Linked DNA regions of Mus musculus: all the other regions are linked to region 1. Evidence: chromatin contacts called from public promoter capture Hi-C data. All regions are on one chromosome and are shown on one strand. The core of a region is the stretch at or near the end of the contact, and the rest is flanking DNA. Distances in the headings are between cores, read along the strand shown.

Evidence for each region. Promoter capture Hi-C pulls out the DNA fragments that hold promoters and counts their contacts.
Region 2: a promoter capture Hi-C map of pre-B cells shows a contact between it and region 1. The contact joins the promoter of Acadsb here to the promoter of Mki67 in region 1.
Region 3: a promoter capture Hi-C map of pre-B cells shows a contact between it and region 1, with 5 times the contacts expected there. The contact joins the promoter of Inpp5a here to the promoter of Mki67 in region 1.
Region 4: a promoter capture Hi-C map of pre-B cells shows a contact between it and region 1. The contact joins the promoter of Lrrc27 here to the promoter of Mki67 in region 1. A contact is called at or near these places in 1 of 39 promoter capture datasets (pre-B cells) and 1 of 484 Hi-C or Micro-C datasets (CD4 T cells).
Region 5: a contact with region 1 is called in a promoter capture Hi-C map of pre-B cells. The contact joins the promoter of Mapk1ip1 here to the promoter of Mki67 in region 1. A contact is called at or near these places in 2 of 39 promoter capture datasets (cranial neural crest and pre-B cells).

Annotation. Positions count from the first base shown.
Region 1 is chr7:135,714,930-135,717,802 of GRCm38.p6, reverse strand. Mki67 (antigen identified by monoclonal antibody Ki 67) reads left to right here and starts at 1,424. Exons shown (of 14, transcript NM_001081117.2): 1 at 1,424-1,755. The coding sequence starts at 1,664.
Region 2 is chr7:131,409,100-131,411,972 of GRCm38.p6, reverse strand. Acadsb (acyl-Coenzyme A dehydrogenase, short/branched chain) reads right to left here and starts at 1,372. Exons shown (of 11, transcript NM_025826.4): 1 at 1,186-1,372. The coding sequence starts at 1,227. It overlaps Ikzf5 (IKAROS family zinc finger 5), which reads left to right and starts at 1,495. Exons shown (of 4, transcript NM_175115.4): 1 at 1,495-1,586.
Region 3 is chr7:139,387,744-139,390,616 of GRCm38.p6, reverse strand. Inpp5a (inositol polyphosphate-5-phosphatase A) reads right to left here and starts at 1,508. Exons shown (of 16, transcript NM_001127363.1): 1 at 1,153-1,508. The coding sequence starts at 1,227. It overlaps Gm46004 (a long non-coding RNA gene), which reads left to right and starts at 1,470. Exons shown (of 2, transcript XR_001778314.2): 1 at 1,470-2,051.
Region 4 is chr7:139,211,488-139,214,360 of GRCm38.p6, reverse strand. It overlaps Lrrc27 (leucine rich repeat containing 27), which reads right to left and starts at 1,373. Exons shown (of 11, transcript NM_027164.1): 1 at 1,094-1,373. It also overlaps a transcript of Stk32c not described here.
Region 5 is chr7:138,844,881-138,847,753 of GRCm38.p6, reverse strand. It overlaps Mapk1ip1 (mitogen-activated protein kinase 1 interacting protein 1), which reads left to right and starts at 1,487. Exons shown (of 2, transcript NM_001045483.1): 1 at 1,487-1,797. Ppp2r2d (protein phosphatase 2, regulatory subunit B, delta) reads right to left here and starts at 1,368. Exons shown (of 9, transcript NM_026391.2): 1 at 1,239-1,368; 2 at 1,050-1,142. The coding sequence starts at 1,245.

The DNA of each region.
Region 1 (2,873 bases), core at 175-2,674:
AGTAACAACTATATATGTGTGTGTGTATGTGTGTATGAACTGATCTGCTTTTTAAATCTCTCTCTCTCTATCTATCTATTGCTTAGGTTTCAGGATGAGAAGGCAATGCCCAAGGCCTAAAGTAGAGCTTGGATCCTGGCAGCCCTAACAAGGCAGGCTGGACCACCCATCCTCAGTAGGCTAATTAAAGAGGAGGCAACAGTGAGAAGCACAGAAAGGGGGTGTATTCATGTGGCCCCATTGTGAATAGGAGCAAAGGGGCCCAATGGCACCCTAAATATATTTTTGAAGTCCTGACCAGAGGTTTAGGTTTAGAGGCCAAGAGGTATGCTATAACTAATCAGCCTGGGTTAGGGTGGTATAACACACTCGTTCCCCAGAGTGAAATTTCATGGCTTCATACTTCAGGCTTGTCCTTGAGACCTTGAGGAGAGGGTAGACATTGGTTCTATTGCCCCAGAAGCGGAATTTTTACAACACCCTACTGGAAGAACACTGATCCAGGAACAGGAGGAGGGAGCATGAAAAAAGAGGACAGGAAAACATAGGTACTCTATATTCATCTGACTGGCACCTGGCCTCAGATAACCCCAACTGGTGCCCCAGGAGCCCTATTTTAGGATTTGCAGGTGCAGTCTTGCACAGGTTATTTTAATCGGCATTTCCCCCTGAAACAGCAAAGCATTGCAAACTTAACCGTGCCGCAGCAATAACTCTTAAGTTATGGTTTCGGAAAAACCGTGCCACTGCCTCAGTGTTCATTAAGCAGGGAGACTGTAGAATGAATTATAATGATGTCCCCCAGTTTTTAAAGGACAGTTTGAGGGATACTGAAAAGGCAGGAGAAACAACCTTAGGTTGCGTATGAGGTGTTGCAGAAACGGCAGAGGAAGGGTATAAATTTTAAAAATAGAAAGCTTCTAGCGTTGAGCAAGATGCGGCGTTGTCGGTGTTTGATTTCTGGAGAGGGAGCCTACAGGTAGCTTCCTACAGGTCGCCACGCTAGTTTTGCTGACACTGAAAAAGCTGGGACCCTCTACCCTGCCTATTAGAGCAGCAGTGGCCCGCCCACCAGCCCCACCCTGCCCGCCTTCCGGAGCTTATCTCCGCTCGGGTTCCGCTTCTCCAGCCAGCTTCTGGCCCGGCCCCGCCTACCGGCCTGGCCCCTCCCACCTTCCGGCTCCACCCCCCCCCCCCCCCCCAGGCTCGCAGCCTGGCCCCACCTCTGGACTTCCCCAATCCTCTGTCGCCCTCGCCATTGGTCTCTGGCTGGCCGCCTGGCCCAATCGCAGCACTTAGCGCCAGAATTTGAACCGCCGTTTTGGTTTGAATCGGGCGGGCTGCGGCGGGCGAGCCTTGGCGCGGAACCGCCTAGGCGGACAGTCGGGGCTGGACGGGGCGGCGGGTGGCGGGTGGCGGGCACTTGGGACGCGGGCGGCGGGAGTGCGGGTCTGGTCGGGGCGGAGCGAAGGCCGCGGGTGGCCGTGGTCGGTCCTCCGCGGCTAAGGAGCCGAGGGCTCCGACGCGGGCTGCGCCCGGTGAGCGGCGGCCAGAGCTAACTTGCGCTGACTGGACCAGCTGAGGAGCGGCCCGGCGGGGCGACTGCGAGCTTCACCGAGAGGCTTCTCCGCCCTGGTCCGCAGTCCCGACGGCCGGGCGGACCATGGCGTCCTCGGCTCACCTGGTCACCATCAAGCGGAGCGGCGATGACGGCGCACACTTCCCGCTGAGCCTCAGCTCCTGCCTGTTTGGAAGGTGAGTGCGCGCCGGGGCTGAGGTGACCCGGGGCGGCGACCCCGCGGCCCAACCCCCCTCTGCGTTTGACAGGGTTGTCCCTGTGGCTTGTTCGGAAGTCACGCTCATGCATTGGGAGCTTCCAAATGGAATCGGGATTTTACACTCGGTAGACGCGAGGCTGACGTCGGTGTCCCGCAACTTCCGCACTGTCGTTCTCAGGCAGCCGGCTGTGGCTCTGGATGTTTCGGGAAACATCAGATAGGAGAACCCTGCTCGGGTGCTCTGGGAGAGTCCCCTCTCACCCTCCCCCGTCGGTCGGATGGCAATCTTCCCTGAGGCCTTCCAGGCAGTGGCTGGTGTTGCCACTTCTGCAAACGTTGACCCTTATGGCTTTCTGCCGCGTTTGAAATGTTACTTGAGAGGATGCTTTTAAGAAAACTCGTCTTTCCTAACACCATGCAGATTGGTGACTAGGTTTTAGATTGTTTTGTTTGTCTCCCAGTAGATTAAATTCCAAGACAAGGTCTGCCTTGTTAATGGTTACATCTCTAGGGTCCCATATGGCGACTGACACTTAAGATCAATCAGTGTGTGGCACAGGATGAGTGGTAGGAAGATGGCGATCTGGCAAGAATGGTAGTTCTCAGACATTTGACAAAGTCTGGTGACAGATTTTCATGTCACCCTGGGAGAGGTGCCTGCCGTTAGTTAGTACTGCTGAGTAAGGACAGAGACATGGTGTATTTGACAGTCGAGGAAGTATCTGGTCCAGAATGTCTGTGGTCTTTTGTATCTAGTATGGATTGTGGTGATCTTTTTGCTCCGTAAAACGGGGTTCGAACATATGGTCTTTCTGCCTGGTGTTTTGAAACCCAAAACCTCTGTTTTCTTGAGAGTAAGAACTTCCTGTCAGAGTAAAGAACTTTCTATAACTTTGTTGTTGTTTAAAAGAAGAGAGTACAAATTCTTGTCACAAGTGTCATTCATTTTGATTATTCTGCAATATTACTTAAATATACTTTTAACAAGTTTAAAAAAATTTAAATCAATTTGCATTTGGTTATGTGGTATTTATTGTAAGAGGTATGCTTAGACTCCAGAGGTTCATAGGAAAGCAGACAGTATATAGAGTATAG
Region 2 (2,873 bases), core at 123-2,622, 4.3 Mb after region 1:
ACCCCAAGCTTGTAAAACAATAAAATAACGTTAATTATCTACAATGTGAGGCAAAGAGGTGCAGACTTGCTTCACCGTTTACAAGCTACTTCCTCTCATCAGTAGCTTGTAAAACCGGGAATAAATACTGCAGGATTTTGATTGCTCGCCAGAATAATGGGTGAGACTTGAGACTTAACATCTGCCCGAGGAAATTTTAAGATTACTATTTAGCTGGAGGGTTTCCAGCTAACTACAACCACAGCAAAGGCACCCAACTGTCCTTTCACTTCAAAGTTAGCTAAATGGGCTCGTCAATCGCCTAAGTAGAGAAACATCCTCCAGGAAAGCTGTCTCTTTCAGGCACCTGAAGAAATAGCACCAAGTCCAGCTAACGTAGGTTTGCTCATGGTTCAACCCATTGCCCCCTCTGACTGGTCAGAGTGTCTTCTGTTATTCTGACAGATGCTGTCATCTGCACTGTACTGTGTGTCCTAATTCCAAGCTCAGGAAATCCGAGAGAGCAAAGGGAGGCCAGAAACATCCTGGTGAGACAAGAGGCTGGCCTCAGACCAAGTTTGAGGAAGAGGACTAGAATGGGCTTTTGGGCTCCTCAGAATCTAAGGGAGCTGGTCAGATCCCCGCAGTGAGATAAAGCCTAAGAAATTCCTTCCCTGAATGGTTAAGACCCAGAAATATGAGAGGTCCCTTCCAGCTGGGCTGCTGAAGGGAAGAGAGTGTCAATAGGCTCGACAAGCAGGCCTAGATTTTAGTCATTAAAAATCATCATTATCGGTTGGGTGATGGTGGCGCACGCCTTTAATCCCAGCACTCGGGAGGCAGAGGCAGGCAGATTTCTGAGTTCGAGGCCAGCCTGCTCTACAGAGTGAGTTCCAGGACACCCAGGGCTATACAGAGAAACCCTGTCTCGAAAAAAAAAAAAAACAAAACAAAAACAAAAACAAAAAAAACCCCAAAAAACAAAACAAAAAAATCATCATCATCATCCGGGGAAATGTGGCATGAGCTGGGACGGATCCTGAAGGAAAACCAGACGGAGGTGAAGGGTCTGTGGAGACCCAGCCCCAGGCTCAGCCCCCTCCACCAGCCTCCCAGACCCCCAGCCCATTAGGAAAAGATGACGTCGCCAGGAATCAGTGTGGCCACAGGCCTCCTGAGACGGTCGCTTCGACCGACCCCACTCACCAGCCCGCCCATACGCCACAGCTGGAGCGCAGAGACCGCCATCCTCGCTTCGGGCAGGGTGGCCCTGTTAAGCTCGCAAGGCTTTCCACGAACCCTTGCGCAAGACTCCCTCGGCCTGGCAAGCTCGGGCCCTGCCCACTCCGAGCATCCGCCCCTCACACACCCCTTTGAGTCCCCGCCCACTGCCGCCTACGGAACCCCAGGAGAGACATAATTCTCTCCTTGCTCCCTGCAGCACGCTCACGCGAGACTTGGGCAAGGCGTGGGGCGGGCGGGAAGGGAGCGGAGACACAACAAATATGGCGGCTACAGCTGCGACGCTGACGAACGCTGAGGCGGTGGCGGTGGCGGCGACGGCAGTGAAAAGGGCTGTGGGGATTCCTCGGTGCGGTTGTCAGGAGGTGAGTCACGGGGGGCGGTCAGCTTCCACGGCGGCGCTACGGTTACTCAGGGCACGTTGACGGAATGGCGGAAGGTAAAGTGCCGGGTTCATTGCTAGCCGGCTAACACCGCTTTCGCCTTGGCCACAGCGGAGGGTCCTGCGTGCCCCGTGGGCTGCCAGCGTGGTGACTCGGGACTCTCTTGGGCTCGTAAGTGACTGGGTGCGCCGCCCGGAGGCTCGCGAGCGAGTCGGCGCCGTCGGGCCGCAGCTCGGAGCTCAGGGTGGGGAGCTGTCTCCGGCTTTGACAGGTGGCGATCGCAGGGAGCATCCCTGTGTAGTGCATTCTCGGGGTGCCAAAGTCGACCCCAGCAACCCCGGTGTATCCTGGATAGGGTGTTAACCCCGGGCTGCTGTTGGGAAGGAGTTTTCTTTCTCTCATGACCTGGCGTCTACTGCCTGTACTTTCCAATGTTGGGAACAGGTGAGGCTGGGGAGGATCTTCCGACTCATTCAAGATTTCTGTCCCCGATCGATTCATCATCGATCGACTGTCGGGAATGTTCTTGGATGCTCAATGTGGCTCCTCCTCAGCTAAGCGTCCAAGTGCTGTCTGTCTAACTGTAGATCCTAAGTATAGTCAGTGGTAGCTGCCAGTAACCACATGGCCTCTTTAATGACTCCTTTGTGTGCTGGTCAGAACCGGACAGAGGAGTGAGAACGGACATGAAGACTTCTGAAGTTGTGAGGTCCAGGGAAATTACACTTAGAAGACACAGCATGAAAACAGCTGCTTAAAACATCTGGACTACTTGTAAGACTTTGTCTTGAGTTTATGTTGTCTTCAGCACAGCTGAGGATGAACGTTTTCTTGGAAGTTCCTTGCGGGGGAACTGGGATGTTTGAAGTTCTTTTCCTGTAAGGGTCCCGTGTTTCCCAGGAAACCGTAACTGTTGTACTGTGGGACACTGAAGATGGGCTTCAGATATGCCGTGGTTGAGTCCTGGTGGTTGTTACATATATTTCCCTGGCGATAGAGCTAATGTACTTTTATGTGCAACTGGACTTATTCAGCAACATTAAGCCTGGCATCTCTTGAAATTAGCATATTATATATGAATGGCATTGAAGTTTTTTTGTTAAAAGTAAATGACCAGTGGCAACATGATAGTAACACAAATGGCTAGGATGTAATTGTGGGCCACCAAGCTTGCCCTTGCTTTTTTTTTTTTTTTTCAGTTAATGATAATGACACACAAATTATGTTATTAACTTGTTACTAAGCCTGTAGTCCCTAGCAAAGTTTTCA
Region 3 (2,873 bases), core at 259-2,758, 3.7 Mb before region 1:
GGTCAGCCCCAGCCTGCTCCAGGGAGCTCCCAGTGCCCCAGGCCTCAGCTCCCTTCTGCCTCCCAGAGGAGAAGAAAGCCCAGGGTTCCAGGGTGGGACTGGAGAAGCCGTTCTACAAGATAAAGGCCTTTGGCATCATTTTTGGCCTTGAAGAGCTTTTCAGCACCTTCTCATTTAGTAAACAGGAATATAAAGTCCCCCAAGGCTTGAAGAGAGCTACCTCATTTGAGAACTAGTGCTATTGCAAGTTACATGGCAAAATGAGGTGCCTCACGCCTCAGGCCCCTCAGAAGACAAGACCAAGGGATGGGATATAGGTACCAGGACTCAGATGATGGAGCTCAAGGTTTGGGACTGAGGTCTATTGGGAGGAAGGTTCGGGGATGGGAGATGGGGTGTAGAATTAGAGGCAGGGACCTCACTCTGGGGCCAAGAGTAGGTGTAGGATCTGAGGTTTTAGGGTAGAGACTCAGAGTTCAGGGTCAGTGTGGTATGGGTTGAGAGGAACAGGACCAAAATTTTTGAAAGCTGGGTTTCTGGAACCAGAAATCAGACTTGGGGGATCAGAGTCAGAGACTGGGGGCCAGGGGGTGAATCAGAAAACCTGGGGTCAGCGTATGCTTGGGTTTGGAAGCCAGGACATCCAAGTATCAGGATTCTGGGTCAAAATTCCAGGTCAGTACTTGTGGCTCTGGAGTTCCAAGGCAGGAAAAAGATAGGGATTTGCTGTCTTGGGAGCAAAGCAAGGAACCAGCATCAGGATTCAAGGATCTGGACTGAGTCTGGGTTCCTGTAGTATGGGTTAAGACAGGGGTTCAAAAACTGAGTCTTCGAGTTTGGCCTCGGGTACCAGAAAAGCGGTGTTAAGGTCCCGAGTGTGTAGCTGGAAGTTTCCTGGCCTAGGGTACCCCCCTGCTATGGGGTCAGGGTCTGTCTGGGGCTTGGGAAAATCCTGGTCGGAGTCTCCAGCTGTGGGTAGGGGGCATCAGAGTCACACGTCCCAAAGACAACTGGCCCGGAGTCCGCGGCTATAGAAGACGCTGTAGGGGCCGGAATTTAGGGTCTCCAACTGAAAATGGGGATGTCAGGGTCCCGGGCTGGGAGACTCCTAGCCCGTAACCGCCCCTCCCTAGCCGACGGCGCGGCACTTACGTCGTCGAAGAGCGAGCCCACGTTGGCCGTGACCAGCAGGACCGCGGTGCCGGGGGCGGCCGCCTTCCCCGCCATGGTGCCCGGGCGGAGCGGGCTCTGGACTGGGTGGCGGCGGCCGCTTCCTGCGGGGCCGGTAGGGCTGGGGTCTCGCGGGGCCGCGGGGCGTCAGCTGCGCCGGGGGACAGCACAGGGGCGCATCGCGGGCTTGGCGGGTCGGACCGGGCCTGGCCGGGGCTCCAGCCTCGCGGTCGCGGCTCTTCGCTGCTCCGCGGCCCCGCGCCCGCTCGCCGCCGCGCCTCACAGCGGCCCGCGCGCAGCCATTAGACCCGCCGGGAAAGTTCCCGCAGCCGCCGCCGCCGACTCCGGCTGGGACAAGTCCCGCCCCACAGGAGGTGGGACCCTAGAAGGCGGGGCTGTCGGTCGCGCCGGGGGTGGGGCCTCCCTATGGGGCGGGGCCTGCACACAATCTACAGACTTGGGTCTTAGGCTCCCTGGCTCCGGGTCCACTGGAAGGGCGGGTTCTCGAGCCTGAGTCAGGCTGGGGGTGGGGTTTGTGCAGGGGCGGGCCTGCTCACAGGAGCTAAGCCTAGGGTGGGGCGGAGCCAACACCAGATGGAGGAGGGGAGAGGCGGGCATATGGGGCATTCCTGTCAGTCAGGCCCCTGAGTCCTCCCCTGGCTTTGCCCCGCCCTGCCGCGGTTACGCGCATATTCCACCCTCCACTCCCATGACGTCACGACCCTGTTACCAAAGCGCTTCTTAAAGGAGCCGCGAGTTTGGACGACTACAGCCCGCCTTCTTGTTGGGAGCCCTGGAGATCCTTGGAACCTCTGTCCTGGCCCCCCATCCCCCCCCCCCGATGTGGAACCGGTCTTCAGCCTGGGTCCAGGCCCTCGCCGGTACGGGGAGTCTGACGTAGGCGGACCGTGGGAGGGAGCAGGGCCACGGAGAATTAAGGAGGAGCCTCCTCCAGTCCCAGCTCTGGGTCTGCAAAGAGTGGGTCTGCAGATCAAGTGTATGGGATTTTGCAATTTCCTAACACGTCCACCCAGTTCCTTATATAGGACTTTGCTTACAAAACAGAAAGCTGTTGGCATCCAAAAACAGAAAACTAATAAATCCTTTTAAGAAGCAAGCGTATTGATGTACTCCTGTAATCCCAGTACTCGGAAGTTGTGGCAGGATTGCTATGAGTTCGAGGCCAACCTGAACTCATAGCAACCTAAACTAGCTTGAGACCATACCCCGCCCCTCCCACCTAAAAAAGAAAAAGTTCAGATTAGGTGTTTGGATAGCCAGCTGTGGCCCCCATGCCACACCCAAGGACAGTTCCCAAGGTGGGGGATGTGGTCAGTCCGGGAATTTTAGCCACCAGAGAGAGCTGGAGGTGGGGGGCAGGGAGGTATGCTAGTTAGAAGAACAGAATCAGTCCTACATGTAGAAGGAATCAAGAAATTTCTCTGAGATAGAGTCAGTTGTTCCTGGAGGTGGGACGGGGCTGGTAGGGAACATATAGTGAGCTGGGTAACCCTTGCTAGTCTAGGCCTCCAGAAAGCCCTGTCCAGTGGGGCTGCTGCGCTGTAGCCTGCGAGGAGGCATCCAAAGAAACAGTACTACAGACATACTAGAACCCTGTTTGCAACGACAGTTCTTCTGGTGGGTTCATTCTTTAATTTTGTATTTAGTTTGTATGTATGGTGTGCATTGGTTCAGACACACAC
Region 4 (2,873 bases), core at 124-2,623, 3.5 Mb before region 1:
GTGCTTAGATGACAAGCAAACAGCCACCTGACTACAGTCTAACTGGAAGATACCAGTGGAAACAAGCATCCAGGATGAAAACACCGGGGGACTTTTCAAGTTTGCAAAACACCTGTAAGATGGGAAGAGATAAGACAGTTTCCTATTTCCACCCTGGAAATTCCTCTGCTTCTTGTATCCAAGACTCTGAAGTCAGGAAGCCAACCCCTGCCTCCCACACTGGCCCAGACCAGACCAAAGAGGTATCTAGGTGGGCACTAGGGAAAAACCTGGGCAATGACAATCTTGCATCTTAGTTCAATAATCCTGTTGCTTAGCCAGGGTATTACTTGCAAAACCATCCAAGCAAAGAGGATGGCTGAAAGATCTGCCAAATGCTGGCACACTTTCCTAGTTTCACTCTCCTTTAAGGAGCGGGTGACTTTTCAGTTAAGGAGCTGGTCTTAAAGGTGTACAATTCATGGGGAACCTAGGTCTGCGTTGGCAGGAGATATGCCACCCCCCCCCCCAAGCTGGGTAATGGGTCTCCCTAAGGTCTCCAAGCCTTTGCATAGTCTACGGCTTATTGTATTTTTTTTCTACACCTTGGAATTAGGAGGAAAGATTCTGCCTCCATCAAATTACATTGTAAGGAAAATGTGTGGACAAGAGGGAGGCAGGGGACTAGTGATGCTGTTTCCAGACTGGGCTGGTAGGGGAACTCGACTTTTGGACCTCAATCCCATCTTCCCAGGTGCGGCCACTGTAAAAGGGTAGGGGATCTAGTCATAGTTCTCTCCCACCACCGCGCCATCAAAGGCTGACGTTCACAGGACCCCCAGCAGACCAGACTCACTGCTCTGTGAGTCTGTGGCGGTCTCCTCAACCCAACCCAGCGTCTACTCCCGCCCGCCAGACTGTGACCCCGCCCCACAACCTGGTGGCCGGGTCCCATCCAGTGCAGCCGGCTAGCGGTGACTGACGTAACAGCTATCCCACCCTCCAGCCCCGTTGCTCTTCCCCGCCCACCTGCGACTCCGCCCTGACACGTCGGCTGCCCCGCCTCCGAGAGGCTCAGGCACCACCTAACAAACCAGCGAGCTGCGCGGTTTACCAGGTCGCCATGGAGACGCTGCTGCGGTACGGAGGCCGGAAGGCATCAAGTCGCAGGTCTGGCTTGGGATAGCTTCGGTGCGCGTGCGCTTACCGCCTCTTATGCTGGAGGTGGGCGACAAGGCCAGAAAGAAACTTCGAGAGGATGGGCTGGTGGATTCGGGGAGGGCTTGGGGACCCGAAGGAGGTCGAGTGATGCTTCTGCTGACCAGACCGTCTTCCAGGGCCATGGACCCTCGGGCCTCAGGCCTCTGGAACTGACCGCTGCCCTCCGCGCCTGCGCAGAAGCAGCTGCCGCAGTGCTGCGCTCTCGGCTTCCCAGGCTGGTGCCGGGTTTGCTGGCCCTTTTGTCCTGGGGCCTGGATCTGCACAGACTCTCCTAGTGTGGAAACTTGGAGGCTGTCCTTTTCCATTTAGAAACCTGCAGAGCAGGGTATTCTGGGAGGCAGGTCAACCAAGTCCATAGACCCTAAACCTTTAGAGAAAAAGGATCCCTCCCGAAAAGAGAAATTACGGGAACGTGGTAAACTGCCTTAGTATCAGATCTGGTGGGGATAGAAGGCCCGCTGCGGATTCTAGAGGATCCTGACCAATGAAGTGATATGGGTCACTCCTTTCTGGGGGCCAGAAGTTGAGATCTTAGCAATTTCCACCGTTTTTAGTGAGTAATGTGTCACACACAGAGCAACATGACACGTCATCAATTCTAAGGGAAACTATCGGAAATGAACTGGCCTGGACATTGAATTATGCCCTTAGCTAACGTGCTCAGTGATATAATCTTGCTAAACATTTTTGAAGTAGCAAAGCAGGATGGAACTGAAAGTATAAGATGGGACCAAAGTGGAAGTCTAGATCCAAAACAACAGCAAATTTTGTTTACTCAGGCCAGCAAGATGAGTTAATGCTTAGAACCTAGGTAGGGGAGAACCAATTCCACAGAGTTGTCCTGTGGTATCCCCTATATGAATGCAATAATAAATTTAAATAATAGAATAGAATTTTCAATTCATTTACTAATATATTCTTTAGGACTGAAAGTGAGATGGGAGTAAGTTGTAAGAAAATATCCCCAAACAAGAAAACAAGAAAACCTAGGAAACTCAAGAGTTGTGGGAGCCCAGTAGCCCTCTGATCAAATGTCTCCTGATGTCCCTTCAACACTGCAGAGATGGCGGCTGGCAGCTGGAATCCCCCCGAGTGTTCCATTGGTTACAGGTTGCTAAAGCTTGGGGTCAAGAGGTGCTGTGAGGAGCGTTAGGATACAGAGCAGGCAGGGCATTCCTGCCTGGCCACACAGGCCATCAGAGAGGCCCCTTTCTGGTGGCTCTCAGTGGAATGCTTGCCACGTACTCATGGGATCACCAGAATCCATTTAAAAAGTTCAGGTGCAGCAGTGTATGCCTATAATTCCTGTTCTTGGAGACAGGCAAGCGGATTCTGAGGGCTCACCGGCCAACCAGCCTCAACCACTGTGGAGCTCTAAGCCAGTGAGACCCTGTGTCAAAAAACAAAACAAACAAGTTAACAGCTCCTTAGGAACAACACCCATAGTTGACATTCAACCTCTACATATGTACATATACCCACCCACATATGTGTGCAGATATGTACACACACACATGCACACGCACACAAGTACACATGCTCCACCTTTCCTGCTACTAGGAAAATAGAATTATATCCAAAATTAGACATTAATTTATACACATTTGATTGGCAAAATGAGATGCTTGGTGTAATGGTCATGTGCTGGGAACTGGTGTCCATAGGCACCTCGG
Region 5 (2,873 bases), core at 238-2,737, 3.1 Mb before region 1:
AGGACTTGGCTGGATGGGACAACATCAAAAAACAAAGTCTGGAGAAGTGACTTTAAAGAGCAGTGTGGGAAGAGAAAACACTACTCAGTTAAAAAAAGAAAACCGCCACTACTGTAGCGCTTCAGGAGACCCCATGACAAATAAGTTCCTCTTGCTCAACAACAAGAGGTGGAGATCCAGGGCTGACCGACGTCTACCTGGCCAGAGATTGGACTGGACAGACTAGCACACCTACGACCACAAACAGGGTATCCAGAGCACTCGGTGCTCCATCCCGTCCTGAGTCCAGTCCAGCATGGGCCCCCGGAGACTGATAACCCTGCATGGTTCTCCTTCCACCTTATACGGGTGCCAGGGAGATAGATGAAAGACCCTTTATATTGCATGGGCTCCCACATTAGTGTCTGGGACCTGATTTACCCCACAGGGCCTCAAGATCAACTGCCATGCCCCCCTATCTCTCTCCTTTCACAAAAATGGACCTCACCTCACCCCGTGGTACCAACTCCTAGCGGAATCCCGGGGTCGCTGCCTAGTGTCTACAGTCCTTTTTCTTCACTCCGTACAGACGCTAGTGAGACATGCATTTAAGATCGTTATACACCCCAGACTCCAAAGACCTGTGGCCGCATCTTCCTTACATGGCTCGATACCTCTGCCCCGGCCTTACCTTCTTACAGACCCTCGAGGCCGGCGTCCACGGTCGTCTCCCCATAGCCTCCCGAGGCTGGCCTCCATGGCCATCTGTGCCCACCGACCCCTGAGGCCGGCGTCATGGCCATCATCCCCATAGCCTCCCAAGGCTAGCGTCCACCGCCGTCTCCCCAACAGATCCCCGAAGCGGGACTCAGCCGCAGTCTCTCCCCAGCCCCGCGTCCGCAGCCGTCTCCCTACGGACACCCCTCCCTCTCTTCAGCCGCTGGCCGGCCGAGGGTCTCCCGGGACAACGCCGGTCAGGCGGGCAAAGGCGGCCGCGTCCGGACCGGCGGCTGAGCGAGCATGACCTTGCGGGGCTCGGGGGTTGGGGTGGGGTGTCGGTCGGGCCTCACCTTCCGCCACGTCCTCGTCGACAGCGCCCTTCACCTGCGAGAAGCACCACTGGAAGTCGTTGCCGCCCGCCGGGCAGCCGCCGCCTCCAGCTCCTGCAACAGAGCGCGCCGTCAGGCCGGCCCCGCCCCGCCCCACCACCGTCCAGTCCGCCCGCCCGCCCCGCTCGCTCGCTCGCGCACGGCCCTCACCTGCCATGGCGCGGGCGGGACGCGCCCAGCCGAGCGCGGCCGACCGAGGCGCTCCGAGCGCTCAGCCCCGGCCGCCACCGCCGCCGCCGCTGCCGCCACCGTCGCCGCCGCCGGGGAGGGAATTTTTTCCCCTTTTCAAAATGGCGCCCAATGCCCGTCGCCCCGCCGGATGACGTCATCCCCCTCCGCCTCCTCCGACGGTCAGTGCCGCGGGGGCTGCCGGGGGCGCACCGTGCGCCGACTGCGTCTGCGCGAGCTGTCTTGAGGTTGGACCTACGTAGCCGCTGCGGTCCAAGGAGAGGAGTGTCTTGGACTAGTCCGCTGGCAGATAGAGGCGGCCTTCTCGAGTCGTGTCAAGGCTAGGACGCGACGCCCTCTACGTTCTTAAGGCCTCAGACTTTCTTCTGCGGCCGGCTGGACTGGATGCTCGAAGGCCTGGGCCTTTCCTACAGCTGAGCCAACGGGAACGCGGAACCTCCGTGGATCTGCCAATAGAGAGCGCTCGGCCGTGGGCAGGCGGGGCCTCTGATCCCCGGAGCACCTGGAACCCAGCACCTGCGTGCGTAATTTTGCCCATCATCCAGGCTCTCTTGCCCCCAGAATCTTTGATCGTAGCTTCTGAGCACTGATCTCATCAGAGTGCTACTTCAGGGATTCTTTGAGCTCTCAGTATAGCCCCTAGGGAACCGTTCTCGACATTTGCTTTATTTGTGGGTGTGTTTTTCTAGCATGAAGAGGAATTATTTGTTCGTGGGCTTGACTTATCCGAAATCACTATGAAGTTGGCAGTGAGCGTACTGCACCACTAGAGGGCAGTTGTTCCAAACCAGAGCATTCTCCACTTCAAAAATGTTTTGCCTTTTAGCAAGTGCTTTTTCTATTCTCAGTCTTGGCTGGGATGCTGCTTGTGTAGAGGTGATGTGTCTGTCCTGGTGGAGTTTACTCTTCAGCGGAGAAGAGACAATAAGAAAAACCTGGGGAAAGTTAAGTGGACTAGAGTTAAATACAACACAGAAGCAGGGGAAGGAGATTGGAGCAGTTGGTATCTTTAGGAGAGCAATTAGAGGAGATAAGAAAGAATCTCAGGCTGACGTCTTGGGCGGCTGCTAGAAATGAGAACAGCTAGTGCACAGGCTGGGCCACCCTGACCTTTTCTTTCCGATGTTTTATTTTTAATTCAATTGCACACACACACTTTGATTAGGGTCTTGCCATGTAACATGAGGCTGGTCTCTAAATTGAAATACGTCTGGTTCCACCTCGTTGGCGCTGGGTTTACAAGCACGGAGCACACCTAAGCTTGCTAATGTGTTTAAAGGGCAGCAAGAAGCTGTGGGGAGAACAGAAGTGGCCAAGGAAGGCTAGTCATAGCAGTGGAGGCAAGGTGGTCCGGGACAGAGCAGGAAGCTGTTTTCAGGGGGTGAACTCTGATGAGAGGGCTGGCTATGGCCAAGAGCTGGAGAAAGTCATGAAGAAATAGGGCCTTCCATCAGTAGCAGCACTCAGGGTTGTTTCTGAAAGAACTGTCTCTGAGTTAAGTAGGAGGATAAAATGAGCTGCATGTGTCTGGGTGTATGAGAGTAATGGAGAAGAATAAGAGACATGGAGTAGTGAGGATATAGGAATGTCACCCAG